Regions from separate parts of the Danio rerio genome. Here region 1 is linked to region 2. Evidence: chromatin contacts called from public Hi-C data. All regions are on one chromosome and are shown on one strand. Each heading gives the region's core, a stretch centred on a gene start, on an enhancer-like site or on the middle of the called end of the contact. The rest is flanking DNA. Distances are from core to core; before and after follow the strand shown. Region 1 overlaps cers5 (ceramide synthase 5). Region 2 holds the start of cox14 (cytochrome c oxidase assembly factor COX14).

Evidence for each region. Hi-C and Micro-C count contacts between places; a contact is called where the count stands out from the background.
Region 1: a contact with region 2 is called in a Hi-C map of an unstated tissue, with 1.8 times the contacts expected there. The contact joins the enhancer-like site here to the promoter of cox14 in region 2. A contact is called at or near these places in 2 of 18 Hi-C or Micro-C datasets (caudal fin and an unstated tissue).

Annotation. Positions count from the first base shown.
Region 1 is chr22:6,036,876-6,044,370 of GRCz12tu, reverse strand. The region is part of intron 1 of cers5 (ceramide synthase 5); the gene reads left to right. It also overlaps a transcript of s1pr4 not described here. Among named protein-coding and RNA genes, the nearest start is that of cers5, 29 kb to the left of the region's middle. Within about 2 kb of position 3,905, at least 20 of the 62 cell types and tissues checked have an H3K27ac peak or open chromatin away from gene starts, as enhancers often do. A contact at or near this core is called in caudal fin, where this site is marked.
Region 2 is chr22:5,996,085-6,002,795 of GRCz12tu, reverse strand. It overlaps cox14 (cytochrome c oxidase assembly factor COX14), which reads right to left and starts at 2,382. Exons shown (of 2, transcript NM_001302766.1): 1 at 2,280-2,382. It overlaps bcdin3d (BCDIN3 domain containing), which reads left to right and starts at 2,453. Exons shown (of 3, transcript NM_001423406.1): 1 at 2,453-2,726. The coding sequence starts at 2,630. It also overlaps a transcript of s1pr4 not described here.

The sequences.
Region 1 (7,495 bases), core at 2,656-5,155, 40 kb before region 2:
GTCGCCTAATGAGTTTGATTATATTTTTTTTAAACTAGGGTTGTAACGGTATGAATTTTTCACGGTATGATAATCGTCTAAAACAATACTACGGTTTGACGGTTTCGCGGTATACGGTATGTTACAAAATAATAGAACAGTGAAGCAAATTTGACTTTTTCCAAATAATATATTTTTAGTTACTATAAACAACACCACTTACAATGAACAAATAAAAATAAGAAAATAATAAATAATGTGTCAAAATCCAAATAAAGTCCAAATAAACATGGTGCAAATCCTCAGTAAAAAATAGATATAAATATTTACTATACTATAAATAGTTAAATAACGAAACTAGATTCAATATGGAACATCCTTAGGTTTTATGTGCCAGCATGGATATGGTTGTCTGTGGATATGGATTTGGATATGGTTGTATGCAATGCAGACAAACAGCTGCATCTTCATTTACGTCTTTTGAAAACAGCAAGAGCAGCAGTTCGTCTTTGCTGTGTCACTGTTTTGTCATGTTTCTGTGCTGCTGTGCATGCAAAAGTACTAAGTATGAGAATTATTTCATGCAAAACTTTTTTTTTTTGCGTTTTATTTAGCCGCGCATAAATGTATGCCTTTCTCTCATTCCGTGTTGTTCAAAAAGCTCATTGTTGGTCCACAAACAAAAGCGAAACCTATGCTTATTGGTTGTGATATAGCGAGTTTGAACCAATCTGGGCATGGAGGAGGGACAATGCATCAATGTATCATGTCTGGTTTGTCCGGAGACACAGTGACGAGCGTTTCTTTGTCAAATCAGCGTTGTCAAATGTTGATGATGTAACCGCACTGATTCCGGAGCCTCTGAAAGTCCGGAATACAGCACTGGAAAGCTGAGATTCTCTTCTTTATGCCAATCTTTGAATTGTATGAATCGGATCAGCGGATCAAAAGTTATTAAACATTTAAGAGCAATACTTATTTTTAGCCGCGGGCGCCTGTCTCGGTCTTTAAGGGTTAAAACCGTTGATATGCAATTGTTCATGGTATGATAATCGTGCACGTTCAAATCGTGGTAAACCGTTATACCGGTATATTGTTACAACCCTATTTTAAACATTAGGATGCTATTGTGTAGAGCTGCACGTTAATCGGAAAAACATCGCGATCTCGATTTGACCCCCTAGACCAGGACTATTCATTTAGTTTGGCATGGGGGTCGGTTTATGAAAAGCATCCCAAACGAAGGGCCGGAGAGATATGACTTGCCATATGAGTGATGACACAACTGCATATAAGAGCCCGTATGCTGTATTTGTGCTCATAAAGACACCCACATTGGCTTTTTCTACATTAAAATGTTAATATATTGTATTTTAAAACAACTGCATTGTCCAATTGACTTTTTTTTTTTGTTTACAAACCTTCAAAATGTTACATTTCACACATCAAAAGCAGTGCATTGCTGACGTAGGCTTCTTCTGCATTCAGACACATTTATATGTTATGTTTTAACCAGCAGAACAATTAAGGATGCAACCTTATAGATTTTGGTTGTACGATATAGTCTGAAGTAGAGCTGCACGATTCTGGCTAAAATGAGAATCGCAAATTATTAATATAATTTTTTTTTTTAAAGATTTTCTCACGATTCTGTTGATGTAAAGTAAATGACATTTTTAGGTGAATTATACCTTATAAATACTGTATGTGACTCTTTTAGCATTATTTGGAGGTGTCCATGTCACTGAGCAACATACGTGAAACAATGAAAAGCCAAGTGCAGCCGCCTTTGCTTCTCTCCTGAACTTGACAATATGATTGACAGAATCGCAAAAATTAGAGCTGCGCAATTAATCGTTAAAAGATCTCGATTCGACCCCCTTGACGATATTAATCCAGCATTTCAACGATTCTGCCAATAATATTTTCAAGTTCAGGAGAGAAGGCGGCTGCACGAGTCTTTTCATTGTTTTACACACATTGCTCGGTGACATTGACACCTCCAAATGATGTTGAATGAGTCACATACTGTATTTATAAGGTAAAATTCACAAAAAAATGTCGTTGTCTTAATATAATGATGTTTTCGCGATCGGGAAATCACACGTGACGTGAGCTGCTGACCGTGAACTGTTATCACAGAGAGGGCGCGAGCGTGCGCTCTACTTCATGATAGACGCGCGCGTCTACTTTAGTGAACAGAACCTGCATATGTTGCGAGTTACAGGTAATACATTTGTAAATAATATTCAGTTTGTGGCACAGAGAGATCGTTTGGGAGCCGCGTGCGAAGTATGAACAAGCACTTAGCAGTTAAAATTAAACCGAAAGTGTGCCCTTCATTTAAATGATCATATCGCATTTTAGAGTAATGATTCTGACAAGCATTTGATATGTTTTTCTTTCATAGTGAACCCACCGTTGTGCATTAAATAAATGTTTATAATGTCAGTATAACTACTCTGGCCTATATATTGTTGAATATAATCTGATAATGGCAAATGTCTGATTTTACCAGTGAATAAAATTGTCTAATATGACAGACTGCAAGCATATATCTCAAACATAATAAATCAACATCAGAATTATTATAAGTAGAATAGAATTATTTATAGAAACCAGAAGATCTACACATACTATTATTATTATCGAGGTTGTGCCATATGTTTGTTTTTACCATACTTTTATTTTACATCCACAGAATCGTGAGAAAATCGTCATCTTTATTTTAAGCAAAAAAAATTGCGATTCTCATTTTAGCCAGAATCGTGCAGCTCTACTATACAGTATGCTAAAATCAGTATGTGAGCCGAGTAGTATGTCGGAATTCATAGAATTCGAAAATCAGTATGCGAGAAGTACCCGGATGACTTACTACTTCCGGCGAGATTCTTAAGTGCACATTCCATGCACGCTGCGCTATCCCATGATGCCCCATGAGAGAATTCATGATGTGACTGAAGTGATGCAACTGACGAAGGTCGGTCACATGACAAAATGGCAGATGTAATACGTCCAAATTCCATTCATACTTTTCATTCTGTGTAAAACGTACTTTCTAACGACCGAGTAGTACTTTTAAATTGAAATTCAGTATCTACTGCGTAATAGGGGGTTTCAGACGTAGCCTTTGACTTTTCCAAACATTGGTATACCTTGAAACCGTTTATCGTCCTATGCCTAGTTATTATATATAAGATATTATTTGTATTGTATAAGAAAAAGACTCGCTTAGCAAATAGTTGCTTAAATGTTGTTGTTTTTCCCATTGCATTACATGTACTCTCAAAGATGTAATGAAAAATTTGAACACAACAAATATTTTATGTTGCTTTAACTTATTTTAAAAAGTTAATCAGGTTTCAGCTAAATGAATGAAGTTATACAAAGTTCAACTTGACTGATGTAAGTTTAAATGACTAGAAATGTTCATTTGATTCAACTAAATTTAAGGCAGCAAGAGTAATTTAACAGTGTAGAATTTGAGATTTGTAACCATTTATTAAACTAAACATTTACACCAATATCCTAAGATATCCCAAGAAATATAACACCGAAAATAGTTTTAAGCTGAATTTTCACTATCAGATGTTGAGCTATCAGTCTTCTTTCTCAGACTCATGTTGACTTGACCTTGTCATATGCTACGGTTTTGTTTAGCAAAGACATTGAGAGACAGAGAACGGATCTCTGGCAGCTCAGGACAGGCTCAGGTCATGTTTCACTTATCAGAGACTCTAATCGAGTTAGCCAGAGAATGCCAGACGCTATAAACCCTTCTGTTAGCAAGCAAGCTGAGCCCAAAACACACATATGGCCAAAAACCCTGTTTGACCGTTCTGAATCCCCGCTATGACAACATCAGCGAAATCTGTGCCAGAAATGATGCGTGTGACGGCAGTGATGTAATGGGAATGAATCAAACGTTCGGCTTTTTGACCCTGAGCTATTGCGGATGCCTCACTTCCTCTTGTTGCGCACTGAAACAGAGCTGCTTGTATCTATGGAGCCAGATCAGTCTTAAAAATTAATACATGCACAACACAGTTTATATACTTACAAAATCCAGTTCGTGATTTCAAAGCATGATTTGTAAATACACAAAACACAGTTCACAAATATACAAACACAATTCGTGAATGCCAAACACAGTTCATAAGAACACAAATCCAATTCACTTGGGTGAATGTTTTTGATTTTTTACTTGTGAATTTACAAATTGTGTTTTGAATTTACGAATTTTGTTTTGTGTATTTAGGAATTGTGTTTGAAAGTTTCTAATTTGATTTGTGCGTTTACAAATTGTGTTGTATATTTATGAATCGTGTTTTGTAATTTTATGAATTCTGTATTAAATTTACGAATTGGATTTGTGTATTTACGAATTGTGTTTTGTATATTTCTGAATTGTGTTTTGAATTTATGAATTGTTTTGTATTTTTATTAATTGTGTTTTGAATTTCGAAATTACATTTGTGTATTTACGAATTGTGTTTTGAAGTTACGAATTGGATTTGTGTATTTACAAATTGTGTTTTGAAGTTACAAATTGGATTTGTGTATTTATGAATTGTGTTTTGAAGTTACGAACTGAATTTTTGTATTTATCAGTTGTGTTTTGAAGTTACGAATTGGATTTGTGTATTTACGAATTGTTTTTTGTGGGGATGCACCGATATAGATTTTTTTAGCCGATACCGATAACCAATATCTCCTCAGACTTGGAGGCCAACGTCATCAGCACGAAATGCGGATCCTCCAATGCCGTTCGTACCTGTAACACATGCATGAAACGACACACCCACATACAAACGAACGCACACACTTATCCAAAATACGTTCTGCGAGCGAACGTTACAATATATATAGGCCAATAATTATAAATATTTCAAAGTGTTTTATTTTTATTCAGCAAACATCAGAAAAGATTGAACCGCTCCTATAAACTGAATAGTTTATGCTCAGAGCAAAAAAGCTATTATTTCAAAATTGCAAGGTGATTATATAGACTTATATTCACGATTTCACATGAATCAACATGCAAAAAATAAATTATTTCCTTGTCTTTATAGCAAATTAATATGCATAAGACTGTTGCGTAAAAATAGTAGGTTAAATAACAAAATGGGATTTAATCAACAAGCAAGTTAAATATACTTTCAATAAAATGAAAAGGAAAGAGCTAAGGGCTGAAGCCAGCTCAGTTGTTCTTGAATAAAACGTGTTACAGTGATGTACAAATATGTCATGTCTGTAAAGCCTATCTTAGAGGTGTTTTGACTGTTCAGAGCCACTGTACAAACGAGAAGCTAGATACAGATAGTGTTACTTTAGATATGCGACATAGATTCATCCTATTTGGCGTTTTAGATTCTTTTGAACACATGCTGGTGCTGCTTGTCGATCAGACTACGCTTCTATGTTCGTTCTTGCTGTCAGTTGCGGGGAAAATGATCGATGAAAAGTTTGATAAACTGCTGAGAGTTTCACTCAACTGCTGGAGCAGATTTGCCCTCGGAGTCACATTTTGATACAAAACCTGCATTGAGCAGGACTTTATGACAAACACAGAGCAGAATATAAAGGCAGAATGTGCGGCGAGTTGAGAGCTCCTATGACTGGATTCCCCACCTCACAGTGTGTGTGTGTGTGTGTGCAGTGGCAGCTCTAACGCGCACTCGTTAAAATCATTGTGAATATTCCGATCAAACTGAATACATTCTTACATCAACAACACATGGCAAGCAACATGTTGATAATAACAAAAAAATCATATTGGATTACAAACAACCGTTATGTTTACACGTGTTGTAAAATGTGCGGGTCCTTTAAGGGGCGGTGCTGCAGTTTGGTGTGTGTGTGTGTGAAGCGGAGAGGGAAAGACAGTAAAGAGGAGCGTTTTTTTTCCCCAATAGATACAGATACAAGCGTCTGAAATGAGTTTTCTTCGTAGGGTGGCAGGGCACACCCTTTTAGATGGCTCGAGGAGCTCTGTCACCTGGGAGGAGCTCGGAGTAGAGCCACGGCTTCTCCACATCGAAAGAAGTCAGCTAAGGTGGCGTGGGCCTCTGTTTCGGATGCCTCCTTGATGCCTACCTAGGGAGGTGTACCAGGCATGTCCCACCGGGAGGAGGCCTCAGGGAAGACCCAGGACACACTTAAGGGACTATGTCTCTCGGCTAGCCTTGGAACGCCTCTGGATCCCCCTTGAGGAGCTGGAGGAAGTGTCTGGGGTTCTATCCTGACACTGTTGCCCCGGCTACCCAACCCTGGAAAAGCGGATGTTAATGAATAAATGAATGTTTAATTTCTGCCTTAAACATGTGTATCTCTGAATTATTTTACCTTTTAATATCACAAATGATGTGAAACATTAAAGTCGACAATGTAATTTTATACTTTCCATATTTATAGGATCATTTTTGGACACTTTTTGATACAGTCATCATAATGGACGTCCCGCCTTAGACTCATTATCATTTTTATCTCAAAAATCATTCAAATCAACAAACAATTTCTCAGAAAACAACCATTTCTTAATCCACATTCCTTCTCAAGTGAACACACATTGATTATTGCAAAATAACGCCAATGAAGAGCATCAGTATCTGCAGCTTTCAGACACTTGTGTGCAGATACACACAGCTTTATACTCGACAGAAGATCATGTGTGTGTTCACACGACAAGACCTTCTTTTGTCTGTAAATAGGAAAAGCGCTCATCCCAGTGCAGCTTTTCTTTCCCCCGGTTTGTGTCTTCAGACGTCCCACCATTTCTGCCGTTCACTCGCCCGAAACAAAACACAGATGCACACGTGACCCGACAGGCCAGCAGCAGCTTTAATGAATGAGGTTTCAGCATTGAAGATTAACTCTTTGAGCAGCACAGTTACAACTTACAATGCATTGTTGCATCCCAATTAGCCTATTTATATTACGCCCTAAATGTATGTACTTTGTTGTGAAGTAGTAGTACATGCTTTTGAGTTTATAACAAAAGAGTGTGCAAGCTTTGGGACATGCTACTGTACCTCCTCATTAAAAGACCATTATGTTGCTTAGTTATGTCAATCATCTCGACACATCATCCACATGTCTTTTATATTTAATTTCCTACCTTATTGGAGATTCAGCAGCAGCTGAATCTGCCAGTCGCGAGTTTTTTATGCAGAGAAATCTCCTGAGGTCTTTGCATAATTTTTATTTCAGATATTAATGACCAAACACATCTTTATATAAGTTCACATTGTTGGAGATAAATATAGCATGAAAATGGGATTAAAGTATTTCCTGTAGACTAGATATTTTTTTATTAATAGTCATTCAAACATCTGTACCAAAGTCTCTCTACTTGACGGTTGGTCTTGCGTGTCAGCCATGTTTGTTTACACTTTTTCCCAAGTTTGTAGTTCTAAACAAAGTCATGTCTAAAGCCTGATTTTTTTATATCTGCGTCAAGCACACTCATATGGTCCGGCTAAGCCTTTGCGTGGTTGCATAGCCCTCGCCGTTGTTG
Region 2 (6,711 bases), core at 1,133-3,632:
CGAAAAAGTGCTTCTTTTTTCCGTTTTTTTTTTTTTTTTCGTTTTCCCTGTTGCGAGAGCTTAAGTGTGTGTGTGTGTGTGTTGGTTTGTTTGTTTGTTTGGTTCTGTCTATGTTTGTATATGTATTTGAATGAGAGACAGTGTGGTGCTGTGTGTCTGTGTGTTTATACCAGTGGTCACCAAACTTGTTCCTGGAGGGCCGGTGTCCTGCAGATTTTAGCTCCAACCCTAATCGAACACACCTGAACAAGCTAATCAAGGTCTTACTAAGTATAGTTGAAACACCCAGGCAGGTGTGTTGAGGCAAGCTAGAGCTAAATCCTGCAGGGACACCGGCTCTCCAGGACCAGGATTGGTGACCCCTGGTTTATACAGACAGTTTGTTATAGCCTCCCTCCTAAAATATAACACTGTATATGGAAAGCATCGTCAATGCACCATGATATCGAATTGAACCGAATCGAAGGCATGATAATCGTAACCGAACCGTGAGACCAGTATAGGTTCACACCTCTATTTACCATGGTACTTTGAATGTTCAATCTGAAATCACTTGTAAGTATGACTCTAAAACAGCATTAGCACTATTCATTTGACTGTGAACAATGTTGTACTTTGATAGTCATTGGCTGCTAATATGAATTCACTATTTAGTATTTGCAAATATTATTTTTGTGAAGTTATTTTATTCAGAAGGTCAGAATGTGTGAATAAAAATAACTCTACCTCAATGAGAGTACATACTTTAACCAAAAAGTAACCATCCCAGAATGTTGCACGAAGGTTTTTGGTAACAACCTAAAAAAAGGTTTTAGGAACGTTCTCCCAACCTAGAGGGAATGCTCTATTTCCATCTAATAAAACATTCTTTGCTTTGCTAGCCAACAGAGATTGTTTTACACACCCTCAACACCAGCAACTTTTTTCTTTAGTAGAGTGTTGCAAAAAATATATATCTTAATTTTCTATATTAAAACAAGCGTAGCCATGCTCATTTTTAAAACTAAACCCAATGGCTTACAGCACTCTGAGAAACAAAAATGAATACCTGTGGCCAGTGGTGTAGTCCTAAAATAAAAGGTAGTGTACTCTTACCCACCCAATCCAAATTTTAAAAGTAGGCAAAGAAACGACGAAAGTCAATGTGTCTTTGATTCATTTGATATATATATATATATATATATATATATATATATATATATATATATATATATATATATCTCAAACAAGGAAACAAGTGTTTCTATAGCAAAGAACTGCAAATATGCAGATATTCTAACAATCTATTGATAAACAAACCTTGTGCTCACGGTCTGCACAGCTGTGGTTTGCTGACTAACTGAAAAACAAGTTTAGGAGCGGGATTCTGCCGCTGTTTTTACATTAAATTTAAAGGGGAATGAGGCGATCATTTAGTAGTGTACAGTTCATAGGGTAATCGCAAAAGTTTTAGGGGGGCTGAATGGAAATATAGGAGGGCTAAAGCAATGCCCATGCTGTTTTATAATTTTACTTTACAGCGAGACATCATTCAGCTGATTTGTTATGATCTTCGAAAAACTCAAACACCAAACTCATTACATAAAAATTAGGGAAGTCTAATCACCAAAACAAATGAGTATACCGAGGGTATGATCCTCAGAAGTCGTAATACCCAAACAGCTCATGGAAAAAAGTAAGCATACTGAGTATAAGTTCATATAGCAAGGACTACACCACTGCCTGTGGCTCTCCTGAAAACAAGCTTAATTTTATTTATTTTTTGTTTTACTAAGACAAATAGTGTTCTCTTGGGTGGATTAAGGGCAAGTCAATTGGCTTTCTCTTTTTATGAACTAACCCTTAAAGAAAATGTGCAAAATATCGCTTTAGAAAATCAGCTACAAACTGTATTGAGATTAATAGCTGTTAAAAAGAAAACAGGTTGATTTTTAGTTTGTGTTTCTCTTTTAATAACTAATTTAACAGTAATTGATCTGAGATAAAGGGTCTCGAACTACGTATGAGCTAACATTGTTTTAAAAATGGCTCCCATATACTAATTTCATTAGTCAAATAATGCCACAGTGTTGAAAGATGTTCGTGAGAACTCATTTTATTTTCTTTGATTTCTGAAAACACAGTATCAGCATGAGTTAGCGTCTTAGATCTCAACAGCTCGATTTCTTTCGCACTAAACACCATACATTTCATTCAAGTTCCTTCTGTATAAATACCCTCGTTTAAGGCCGAATGTAGATTAATGTTGCTGCGTTTATTTACAAAATGCAAAGTCTTACCTGTTTAGTTTACAACTCAAAGTATGAGGAAATGCAATGCTGTTCTCAATGTCAAAGGCAGGTGTTAGTGCGCATGCGCAGTTCCTTTTCGTAACTCTATGGCAAAGCAGAAGGGCCAAAAGTAACGTTAATAATTGCGTTTTTCTCTTTTAAAAAGAGACTACGTTTATAAACTTTGTAATCTAAAAACTAATATTTATAGTTTGGTAAATTCTCGAATATCTTAGTTTTATTGCTGAATTTGAATGTTTGTAACGTCATTGATTTGTGTATAGTTTTAGTCAAACGTGGAACTATTTACTTTCTAGGCTACCGCTCGCCTTCAGGAATTATTTTGTTGTTGGACAGACATGGAGGCTCATGACGCCCATGTGAACTCAGAGGAAAGTGAAAATCCAGGAGCTGCTCCTTATGGAAACTTTATCAACTATTCCCAGATAGCATACAGTTCTGGGCCACATCTGGGCCAACTAAGGCACATATGGCTCACTTCTGGCAATGGCAGGAGACATATGGGCCACATCTGGCCCATATGTGTCACACCGGGTGTAGTGTGAGTTGTGGCCTGCTGTATGTGGGCCAGATGTGGCCCGTGTGTGACACCCCGGGTGTAGTGTGAGTTGTGGCCTGCTGTATGTGGGCCAGATGTGGCCCGTGTGTGACACACCGGGTGTAGTGTGAGTTGTGGCCTGCTGTATGTGGGCCAGATGTGGCCCGTGTGTGACACCCCAGGTGTAATGTGAGTTCTGGCCTGCTGTATGTGGGCCAGATGTGGCCCGTGTGTGACACCCCGGGTGTAGTGTGAGTTGTGGCCTGCCGTATGTGGGCCAGATGTGGCCCGTCTGTGACACCCCGGGTGTAGTGTGAGTTCTGGCCTGCCGTATGTGGGCCAGATGTGGCCCGTCTGTGACACCCCGGGTGTAGTGTGAGTCCTGGCCTACCATATGTGGGCCAGATATGGCTTGTATGTGACACACCGGGTGTAGTTTGAGTTGTGGCCTGCCATATGTGGGCCAGATGTGGCCCGTGTGTGACACACCGGGTGTAGTGTGAGTTGTGGCCTGCCATATGTGGCCCAGATGTGGCCCGTGTGTGACACAGCGGGTCTAGTGTGAGTTGTGGCCTGCTGTATGTGGGCCAGATGTGGCCTGTGTGTGACACATCGGGTGTAGTGCGAGTTGTGTATTTTTAGTTACGGTTTAACTATAAATGAACGGGAGCCTTTGAAGTGGTTACAAATTATTAGAAATTGAAAATCAAAGTTAATTTGTCTTTCTAAGTCTGTACACTTTCGTTTTATGAAGTAGAAAATAGAAAATAAATATTGTAAATTAATGTAATGTGATGCAAGGATTTACATTTTTCCAATCGGCTACTTCTGCCTATTGACTGCATACCTAATGAGTGGGAGGGGCTTGCTGCTCAAACATTACACAGACTCTGAGGTGAAGCAGCAGCAGTTCTGTGTTTCCTGTGTTATATTAACATTATTGTCCCTCATCAGGCAGTGAGAGCGCTACACCTTCTCTGAAAATAATAACATTGCATGTTCTAAATAAGACTTTCTGAGATTGAAAAAGATTTTTTAGGTTACTAAGAATAGGAATAAGCTATTGCTTATCCGGAAAAGTATATGTTTGTAACCTTATCACATATTAATTCAGTTTATTTCCTCAATAATGGATTTATTTTTACTTTAAGGCTGCTACGAATATAAATTTATATTATCTGTTATATGTAAATATTCCAGCATGAGTAAAATTCATTTTTTTTTCATATTACCTGGTATGTCTATAAATGTCTATAAATGCAATGAGTTTCATTATTTATTATGTTTTGATCCATTAATGTTTTGTTCAGTTTCTCCATTTGAATGAATTAAGACAGTGTCCTACCGCCACCTACTGGGTGGATTTAATTTGCTATTAGTACTACTTTTTAATGAACAATTTTACAAATGAATTCATAATCTAATAATGCTAAATTAAAGTGCTGTTTTCTTGGTGTTATTTTTTGCAATTCTACATTTTTACAATGATTTTGTTTGATTAAATGCCACATACAACATTGTTCTTTTTTTATTTAATTTGAATATTAAATAGACATAAATGTTTTGTTTATGAATAAAATATGTACTATGTAGAAAAAAATGTCAGAGAACTGAGCAGTAGAATGTGAATAACATGAATGTGTTCGTGAATAAGCTGATCTTTGTAAACAACACAAAGTTTTATTTACTTATTCTACAGAACACAAAAAATAATAAAATAAATCTGACCAATTTTAATGCACCTGTAACAGCGTACACAAATTTTATAGACATTTTGCTATTAATAAGCATGTTAATTAGCAATTAGTTAATTGTAGATATATCTTAAAGTGTTATAGTTTTTATATAACAAGCTATTGAATATTAAAAATAACAGTAAATATTCTAGAATTACAGCATGTTACATAACAGAGCAAGGACATGTTCACAGTATGTCTGATAATATTTTTTCTTCTGGAGAAAGTCTTCGACTAGAATAAAGCAGTTTTTTATTTTTTTCAAAGTGTTTTAAGGTCAAAATTATTAACCCCTTTAAGCTATATATTTTTTCTACAGTTTCAGAACAAATCATTGTTATAAAATAACTTGCCTAATTACCCTTACCCTAATATATATAATATTATTTATATATATATATATATATATATATATATATATATATATATATATATATATATATATATATATATATATATATATATATATATATATATATTTATTTATTTATTTATTTATTTATTTATTTATTTATTTAAAAACATAATCGTAAAACTGCCCCCTGGTGGCGAATTTGTGTTTCGCTTCATCCTTGCATTACGGTGGAGTGGGCGGAGCCTCGTGAATGACGGTTATTTTTTTCAAACGAGGAAGTGAAGTCAAGTCCGCCATTTCATCTTCTTCTTTATGTCGGGTAAGTTATTATTTTAAAATCATATTTGTGAGATATTTGTCGTCAGGTAATGTTTTTATTAGTTAGAAAAGCCCCTGTTTTGAAAAGTGATAAAACTGTAACTTATATGTGGATAATATGGCTAAAAACGGCTAAGAATGGTGGCAGCCGTCAGTTCAGTAACGTTAATGTTAAGTTGATTGTGCTCGGGGTTTTAACAAATTCATTTAAGTAACAATTGTCCTTTTAATCGCTCTTTATTCCCAATTAAATGATCAATTAGACGTGTTATATGAAGAACAGTGTCGAAACGGGAGCTTGAATGAATGAATCATATGCTGTCCGTTTTATACAGTTGTAAAAGGTGCCGAGTTCTGCTTTTGTACTGGTTTTAGCTCAAACACTGAACGAACAGTCTCTTTTTGGTAACGTTAATCCTAATGATCTTGATTTGCTTGTTAATGTGTGTTTTATCAAGTTTCAGCAAAAGTTTGCAGAGTAACGTTATGTGGTTCATGCTGGCCACTGTTGAGACTGGTCTGCATAAAAAAAATGTTTAAAGCCAAAACGTTTGAAAAAAAATCCACAGTTGAAACATGATGTGTTAAATGACTTATGAAGGAAATTAATTAGCTAAAAAAGAAGGCTAAGTGTGTTATGAAATATTAAACCTTGTTAAAAAATAAAATCAATTGTGTTAAATAAGCTTAAAATCCATATCTTATGTTTTATATTACTTCAAAACAGCCTGGAAACTGAATTGCACCATTAATCTTGTACATATGTATCAAGTCCAAACAAATGGTTTTGTGGCAAGTAAAAATAATATTTTTATAAATTGATTGTATTTTATTAATTTGTTACAGAAAAGAAAGGAATCATGCAAGGATGCAAGCTGAAGGAAAGGACAACTCTCACATCAGTGCATTACTAATTGTTTGACTTCATCATCAAGCACACCAGGTACAATATTGTACATATTTTGTAACTTGTATATGTCAGACTGGTTGTTGGGAACTGAAATAATATATTTTATGTTTTATTTATTATTAAAATATTACAAGATTTATTGGTGCTATTTTATCACTGTGTGAGGTCATAGCTTATTTTAAAAATCTAATAATGACATAATAATGACATCTTTTATCCTCCACTTGTTTCAATTTTTTTTTTTTGTTCTGTTGAACATACTGTAAACTCAGACGGTGCGGTGGTACAGTGGATAGCTCTGTTGCCTCCCAGCAAAAATGTTTCTGGTTCGAGCATCGGCTGGGTCAGTTGGCATTTCTGTGTGAAGTTTGTATGTTCTCCCCGTGTTGGCGTGGGTTTCCTCCAGGTGCTCCGGTTTCCCCCACAAGACATGCGGTACAGGTGAATTGGGTAAGCTAAATTGTCCATAGTGAATGTGTGTAAATAAGAGTGTATGGGTTTTTCCCAGTGATGTGTTGCAGCTGGAAGAGTATCTGCTGTGTAAAACATATGCTGGATAAGTT